3 separate regions of the Gossypium hirsutum genome follow, and all the other regions are linked to region 1. Evidence: chromatin contacts called from public Hi-C data. All regions are on one chromosome and are shown on one strand. The core of a region is the stretch at or near the end of the contact, and the rest is flanking DNA. Distances in the headings are between cores, read along the strand shown. Region 1 has its middle 15 kb from the start of LOC121212881. Region 2 holds the start of LOC107939081 (calreticulin). Region 3 holds the start of LOC107903827 (protein SUPPRESSOR OF QUENCHING 1, chloroplastic).

Region 1 (2,989 bases), core at 337-2,836:
AAAAGCAGAAAAATCCACAATATCTGAGTCTGTTTACCTATTACCGGCAAACAAATAAGAAAGATAGTAATTTCTACCTTTGGAATTCGGAAAGGATTTCTCGCAGCATATTCACATAACTTCGTAATTTTCCTTTCATTTGGAGGAGCACCCTACAATGCATTGCAAGGCATTAAGTTTAGAATCCTAGCTTATCAAAAAGTGGATGCAATGCAAAATGAACAATGACTCTTCAGAAATGCACCAACTGAATAATTAACCGCATCTAACAATTTTGCTTAATCTCCAGTTTCTTCCAAGATCCAACCAAAGGATAACTTTTTTTCTCTTAAAGTATAAAACAACATAAAGGAACCAACTATAGAGGAGTGTATTTTTATTCTATTAATGTGAAATTACAGTACTCAAATGGCATTAGAGTCAAAGCCGAGAACTCTAGGCAGCTATGTAGCTCAACTCTTCATTTTGCATGAATATGAGTGTAGGATATGAATCTCCAAATACATGAAAAACTTATGTCAAAATTGAACATATCCTTACAGGACACATACTTGTATCCGACACTCACATGTGAGTCCGAGTAACCAACTGAATAGCCACAATCACAGCAACAACCTAGCGCCGATTCAAAAAGAAAAACTCTAGCAGACATTATTGGCATATTGCAGGATCAAATATTCCTTATTGATACGCCCACATTAAAAATTAAAGTACTCAGAATCAAGCTAACTTAAATAGCCATCACCAAAAACCCAAATATGTACAAAGACTTCCTCTGTAGTTTCACCAAGACCACCATTACCAAAATGTATAATCCAAAAAGAAGAAAAAGAAAAGAGTGGATACTCACAGGAGACTTGGGGAATATTTCAGACAATAATTTCTTGTAACGCTTAACAGGTTGTCGAGATCTTGACCTCAAAGCAGGACAGCACACACACATGCTTTCACAAGCTGGGAAGATTTTCCTAGAGATGATCCCCATTTCTGTGCATGCGCAAAGGACAAGTTTAGATTAGAAGAACAGTGAACAAACCTAAAACTATCTTATCTTTGTTCTCCAAATAATGAACCAAAACTTCCACCATACAAAGATAGCAAATTTAATGCACCCCTTTTCCTAAAAAGGAGAAGAAAAGAAAGAACGGATGAAAGAACGAATCATAAATTAACAAAAGAATAAATTTTAAGGTCAGACAAGAACAATGGTGAACTATTTGTACCTAAAACAACGTAATAAGGCTTGTTATTTTTATTTTTATTTTTTGGAAAAAGGGAAAAACCACAATGTCCAAAACAAAATACAGAGGCCAATATACCACCAGCCCAGAAAATAAAAAGAGATGTAATAAAATTTACCACATAAACATAAATTAAAGACCCTACTTGGAAGGTATTAATAATGGGATGAAGAGCAAAAGAGAGCTTCCCCTGCAGTGGGTGGCAGATCTGCAGGAGCAAGAATCGTAGAAGAGAGTGAAAGAAAACCAATGCAAACAGCGGGGGGAGCAAAACGGCGTGGCTCAAGGAAAGGCGCATGAAAAAGAGAGAGAAAGATACAGAGCTATACATGTACGTAGAGAAAGAGAGAGAGTATAAGCAACATCACGTGATGGGGTGTCAGATTTTCTAATCTATGTATGTTTGCTTAGTGGTAAAAGTGAAAAATGTCTTTGCCTTCGTGACAGAAACTGGAAGACCCCCAAAACTCAAAATTCAAATAAAAAAAACAAAGGAAAATCAAGCAGACAACATCCAGTTCCAAAGTACTTGCAATCCCAATTACCAACAACTACTTTTCTTCTAGCTGTGTTTGAAAATTGAAAACCAATGAAAAAAGAGCTGTTCCCCTTTCATCATTCTTTGAATTTTGCTTTTATTGTAGTCAGTGTACTCCATGTCTCAAAGAAATCCTAATTTTGAAAAGGGATGATAAATTTTTAGAGTTTCATAGAACTTTCTTATGCTTAGAAATACCTATCCACAGAGGATACATAACATAATATTCAAATAAAAGAAAAAGGCATGCTTGCTTATATTCTTTTATTTTGATTGATGGAGACAAAAGAGGAGATGTTGATGGTACAAAGGAGTCAATTCACTTAAACAAACGGAAAATTGAAAAGAAATAAGAGGAGAAGGAAGGATGTTGTGAAGGCATGAAAAGGAGTGTAGTGAATAGGCGGTCAAGATTGCTAAAGAGGAAGAAGATCTATTTTTCCTTCTGTCTTGGAGTATTTATAACAAAACTTTCTTATCTAGTGATGTGATAAGTTAGTTACCATCATGGAGTATATGAGGGAGGTGTGTGGCATTACTTATTTTGTTATTCCTTTTGAGGAGTACAAAATTATTATACTTAGATAGGCTTTAATGGTCTCTAAAGAGAGTATTTATATTTGAAGAAATGTTCATATTGAAAAGAGAGTGACCAAATCATGATAAGTGGGAAGCTTAATGAAAGAGGATGTTCTCTTTATTAATAGGTGGTCTCATGACGAGTGCTTAGTCAGTGAGCTTAAATAGTTGAAAACAGCTCAACGAACATGAGATGAAGAACAATCTTCAAACATCCACCTAGTGCCTTCTGAAAGTATCACATGTCTAACCCGAATGAGGCATAACAAACTTTGTTAATGAGTAATATCATAAACATTAACCTCTTTTTAACTTATATGACATTGAAACTATAGAGCAAACTAAAATACTTAAAAAGAATAGTAGAACTGTTCTCAATAGCTTTGCACTTATTACAACTTATCGTAAGCCTTTTATTCCATTAAAAGGAGGGAAAGAAGTTAGTATGAACCCTCAGCCATATATAGTAGAGGCATCATCTATTTTACAAATGCAAGTTGCAATGAAATCAATATATGCCACCAGCTTAGATATTAGATATGAAAGGGGTAGGTTTGGTAAAGCAGGTAGTCCAATGATTTACAACTAACTACTTCTTGTGATTATTATTAGAAACTTTCCTATAGGAATT
Region 2 (2,909 bases), core at 331-2,830, 370 kb after region 1:
ATTTATTTTTATCCAGCACTATCCAAAATATTATAAGATATTAAATTTATAAGATTAAAATTAAGAAATAAATAAATAAAATTTTAAAGATCAATATTTACTTTTATCAATCAATATAATTTATATTCCGTACTTATATTTACTAATTTATCAAATAATTTTTTAATATAAATTTAACACTTATCAAATTCAATGCTTAATTTTTTAACATTTAGAATTTTAATTTATCAAACCCCCACTTAATTTTGAGAATTTTATATTTTTTAAGTTATTATTAATTTTTTTATTGAAATTTGTTGGTTGAGATTTTAAAATTGGATTTTCCTTGGTTCAAGTAATGTTGGATTACTTTACCTATTTTAGTTATTTTGAGTTAGAATAATTTTTAAATTTGGATTTTTATTTTTTATAGTCAACTTGAATTAAATTATATTTAAATTTAAATTAATCAAATAAAAATTTTAAATTTAACTACTCTATTGAATTTTTCAATGAATATCTAATGATAGAATTATTTTAGTTTTGATATATTAAAATAATTCTTAAATTTCATTAATCAAATTTGTAAATTTTAATTTGATAATATCTAAAATATTTTCAGATGTTATAAAACATATAATCATGTTTCTAAGGGCCCTAACATTATAAACTTTCAAAATGTTGTAAACCTTTTTAAATCAATTTTATATTTATAAGTACCGATAACTTCTAAAGATATCTAACAAAACTTTCAAAAGAAGCAACGTATCGAAATTTATAAAATAAGTATCAAAACTTATATTTAAAATAAATTTTCTTTTTACTTTTATAAAAATAATATATTTACATTATTATATTTAAATTTCATTTAAAAATATAAAATATTAGGTTAATAAGAACTAAATTATGATATAAATAATTTTTAGATATTGTATAAAAATATTTTTTAAATATCAAGTAAAATATTTAAGATTTAATTTTTCAAACATCGATTTGAGATGAAAGTTTTTTTAAAAAAAAAAAGATTTTTATGCATAATAAATATTATATTACAGTTCTATGCTATTTTCTCATATTACTAGACTCAAATTCACATTTAGTATCTATCTAAAACGTAAATATCTAAACAAATTTACAAATTTTCTTTTACCAATAGATGCCATAAATTTTAATGGAAGTTTCGGGATGATAAAACTGAAACCCAACCGCTAATACGAGACCAATTAAGAGACGTAAATAATCTGCTGCTACGCCTCAAACCAACGTCTAGGTGGACGGCCTCTACAGTTCTGTGGATCATTGCCTGCTTGCCACATGTAACACAATTCCGCTGAAATGAGACGTAACGTACTCCTAGCCTAACAAGGCAAAATCCTCCTACGTGTCACGTGAAATTCCTAGCCAATAAATTTTTGCCACGTCAACTTAGTGACACCTGTGAATGACATGTCATCAAGCCATTGGCTTCAGTCATTAACTTCAGTCCACGTCATATTTACAGAAAATAATAATACCTCGTTTTAACTGGGCCGTAAAAAGTAAAAAGTAAAAAGGAAGAAAACCATTGAAACGCAACGAGTATTATATAAACGGTACCAAAACAACCCATCAGACTATCAGTGCACTGCAGTTCTACATTCTCGCTCCGTGGAGTTCAGCTATGGCGATTCCTAAACGGATCCCTAATTTTATCTCTCTAATTCTTGTCTCTTTCTTCGTCATTGCCTCTGCTGAAGTATTCTTCGAAGAGCGTTTCGATGGTAAACTCTTTCTCACTCATTTTCCCCCCGCTTTCTAATACTCAATCTACATGCATTGAATCTTAACGTTTTAGATTGTTTTTTTTTGTTTGAATCTTTTTTTTTATTTAAGAGGTTTTGATATTTTAACTTGACGTAAATGAATGGATCGGTGATTTTTAAATGTTAAGTAGGTGATCTGGCTGTTTTCGATGGTTCCTTTACTCGAATGATTAATTTCGTTTAAAAGATGTAGTGAGTCGAGTAGATCTACACGTAATATGATTCCATAAAAGGCTCTAATTATAAAAATATATAAATTATTAGAAATGTGTTTGAATTCTTTGAGAAATGGGTGTGAATTTGTGTATTGTGTTTCAATTGTTCTGTAACTGTAGAGGATAATTGGATGAAATGATGATTAATATTATCATTCTGCTTTAGTTTATGTTATTTTTTTGTTATTTGATATATCTTGAGAATGAAAACACTAGTTCTTAGCAAAATTAATTAGATGTTATGGTCTTTTAAATCAGGGTAGATATCAGAGTCTAGCTAATGTGTTCCTACTACTTAACGTACTATGCATGGCTGCGTTACTAAAATTTTGCTTTCCCTTTAACAAACGAGAAGCTGCTTATGTTTTTATTGTACGTTTCACTGTTTTCAAACAGAAGAATTTGACCTTTTCTTTTTCTGGCTGATTTTGCATTTCTATTGTTTTTAAACCAAAGATGGATGGGAAAGTCGGTGGGTAAAATCTGACTGGAAGAAAGATGACAACATGGCTGGGGAATGGAATTACACTTCTGGAAAATGGAGTGGGAATCTTAATGACAAAGGTATTCAAACTAGTGAAGACTACAGGTTCTATGCTATTTCGGCTAAGTTCCCAGAAGTTAACAACAAGGGCAAGACTCTAGTCTTCCAATTTTCTGTCAAGCATGAGCAGCAGCTTGACTGTGGTGGTGGTTACATGAAACTACTCAGTGGTGACATTGACCAGAAGAATTTTGGTGGTGACACCCCATACAGGTTTTACTTTATGATCTAACCTCTTGGTATCTCTAAAAGATTTTATTGCAGATTTACTGATTTTTTTGTAATGTTGGTTGGGTGCAGCATTATGTTTGGGCCTGATATCTGTGGAAGCACAAAGAAAGTACATGCTATTCTTCATTACAAGGGGAC
Region 3 (2,700 bases), core at 174-2,673, 400 kb before region 1:
AGAACAAGAAAAAAAAAAAACAGATTGATGCTGCAAAGCTAAAAATGTAAATATACAACCAATATATTCATCCAAACAACTATATTAGGTTGGCAGTTGGCTTACATTGATAAGGGCAATCCAGCAGCAGCTAAGTTAGCATCTACCTTGACACGATCAGCACTGGATGCAACAGCCACTTTTAGGCCTTTGTTTTTACACTGTCACACAGAATATTCCATCATATGATCATAAACCTGAGGTGACATCATTATCTCTCCAGTGACAATTGGCTTACGTACCTCATTAATGAGCTCAAAAGCACCTGGAAATCCTATTCCAGAATTAGGTTTTGCATACTACAAGAAGGAAAGAACTTTTTGTGTGAAAATTTGTTCACTGAAAAACACTAAAAATGGGCATTGTATGATTGTCCTTTCATAAGAAGAAAGAATAACTCTCCATATAAAAACTAAGTGCTGATTACCTTATCAAGATATATCTCAAAGAATCTCTTTTTTGCTGCCTCAGTGTTAAATTCTTTAACACCCTTAACAGAAGCAACGCCTCCTAAAAAGTTTGCTTCACCTGGTATATCAGTGAAGTAGAAATATGCAGGTAAAGTTAACAGCTCTTCATGACATCAAAATTAATTGACAATAAATCAGAAGAACTATTTGTCGCAGATTTACATATTTATGAAGAACTCTTTGAAACACATTTACTTCTTAATCAGCACCATACAATTAATCACCTACATTCCTCAAAATTCATACTTTTCCGAATCACTCAAATTTATGGAAGACTATCCATAACAGGAGAAACTTAAAATAAATATCAAGGGATCAAACTAAAATTTTACCCATTCCAGTGAAAGGAGCAAAGTCCTCCGCAATGACTTGGACACCCATCTCTGCAAAAACATCAACAGCAGCCTTTCTAGAAGGGTTCTCACTATTGCACAACACTCCATCCATGTCAAAAAGTACAGCTGTCACCTTGCCCCACTCTTGTTTACTAGTTTCTTTCACATTCTTTTCTTCCACCTTAACACATGCCTTTACCACCATTTTCCTTGTAAAAATTCTGCACTTGGATCTCCATTGAAAGAAGGAGGTTGCTGTTGAGATGGGTTTGGGTGATGAGAAGAAGGAGAGCTTTGTTGGATCAGATAGAGCAGTTGGAGTTGACAATAGTCTCACGGCCATAGCACAAACTCAGTTTTCTGTTTGAGTGGCGGTAACTGGCTCCTGGAAAGGAGCTTTTCAGGATTAAATTGTTTGGGTTTTTTTTGGTGGACTAAATCATCCTTGATGTAATTAAAACAGACCTTTGATTTGTTGGGCTAGTTGTCCTTGTAGTGCACTGAAAATGGTTGGATGGTGTTTATACTATAAGTAGTGGTGGAGATGAAGCTTCGTCTTCTGCTGATTATTTATTTGGTTGCCAATAATTGGTGCTTTATCCAATGCATTTGTATGGGTCTTAGTGACATTAAACTAGTGACAGGGGCCCACTAAAAATAGATAATGATAATTGGAGTAAAATTTGGTAAATACTCCATAATAAGTGTTTCCTCACCGTTAATATAAAAGGAAGTATTGTATGAAATTATGGTTACACCTAATTTTATCTCTTTTCAATAGAAAAATAATTAATTTTTAATTTTTCTTCTTTTAATATAATATATATATATAAATAAAAGATAATTGTTGTTTACCTTGAGGATTTAAATATTATTTTTAAAATATAAAAAATTAATTTTAAAAAAATTGAGATGAAAGATATTATAAAAACAAAATTTTGTTTCGGCCTATACATTGAGTATTTAAATGATGAAATTCATATCCATCAGTCAACTTATATAAAAAAAATCTTAAAGAAATTTTACTTGGATAAATCATATTCATTGAATACCTCAATAGTTGTAAAATCACTATATGGGAATAAAGACTCATTTCGTCTTGATGAAAATGATGAAGAATTTTTTGGTCATGAAGTACCATATTTAAAAGTTATAGACTTATAAGGCATTAGTGTATCTTGAAACAACACACGACCTGATATAACATTCATAGTGAACTTGTTAACAAAATTTAAATTCTTCTCAAACACAGAGACATTGTATGAAATTAAACATGTATTTAGATGTCTTAGAAGAACCATCCATATGGAATTATTTTATCCAAGTGGAAGTTGAATTATTCTTTCTTTTTTCTACTATTCTCTTTTGTTCTTTATAATGATATTAGTTTATAATATTTATGAAATAATTAAAAATAATTTATAGTTATTTCAAATTATATTTTTATTAATAAAATAATATATCACAATATTTTATTTTTATTTCTTTATGACTTAATAATATATCATTTAGTACTAGAGTATGACATTTTTTTTATAACTCCCCCATACTTGACCCGATCGTCGGGTCAAGATATCAAAAGGCTACATTTGTTGTTGAAGCAATGATAATTAAATTAAATTCATTTCATCAATTCATTCAAGTTATTGGGGTCATTAAACATTTCTAATATAATTCAAACACATGTCTAAATTTTATACGAGCTTCTAATAGCTCTTTTAATAGTCAAACACAACAACGTGGAACCCTCGATGCTGCGACGTCACATATTGACTTATGTCATCGAGACGTGGTAATCTTGATGTCGTGACGTGCATTCTATTTTTAAAATTTTTCCATTTCTTCAAATTTCATCA

Evidence for each region. A called contact is a pair of places that touch in the nucleus more often than the background predicts.
Region 2: a Hi-C map of leaf shows a contact between it and region 1, with 2.1 times the contacts expected there. The contact joins the promoter of LOC107939081 here to the enhancer-like site in region 1. A contact is called at or near these places in 3 of 34 Hi-C or Micro-C datasets (all in leaf).
Region 3: a Hi-C map of leaf shows a contact between it and region 1, with 4 times the contacts expected there. The contact joins the promoter of LOC107903827 here to the enhancer-like site in region 1. A contact is called at or near these places in 2 of 34 Hi-C or Micro-C datasets (both in leaf).

What each region holds. Positions count from the first base shown.
Region 1 is chrA13:79,577,163-79,580,151 of Gossypium_hirsutum_v2.1, reverse strand. It overlaps the pseudogene LOC107893623. Among protein-coding and RNA genes, the nearest start is that of LOC121212881, 15 kb to the right of the region's middle. Within about 2 kb of position 1,586, at least 4 of the 9 cell types and tissues checked have an H3K27ac peak or open chromatin away from gene starts, as enhancers often do. A contact at or near this core is called in leaf, where this site is marked.
Region 2 is chrA13:79,207,635-79,210,543 of Gossypium_hirsutum_v2.1, reverse strand. It overlaps LOC107939081 (calreticulin), which reads left to right and starts at 1,580. Exons shown (of 13, transcript XM_016872364.2): 1 at 1,580-1,739; 2 at 2,453-2,753; 3 at 2,841-2,909. The coding sequence starts at 1,640.
Region 3 is chrA13:79,973,495-79,976,194 of Gossypium_hirsutum_v2.1, reverse strand. It overlaps LOC107903827 (protein SUPPRESSOR OF QUENCHING 1, chloroplastic), which reads right to left and starts at 1,423. Exons shown (of 28, transcript XM_016829998.2): 1 at 842-1,423; 2 at 467-567; 3 at 282-338; 4 at 106-200. The coding sequence starts at 1,187.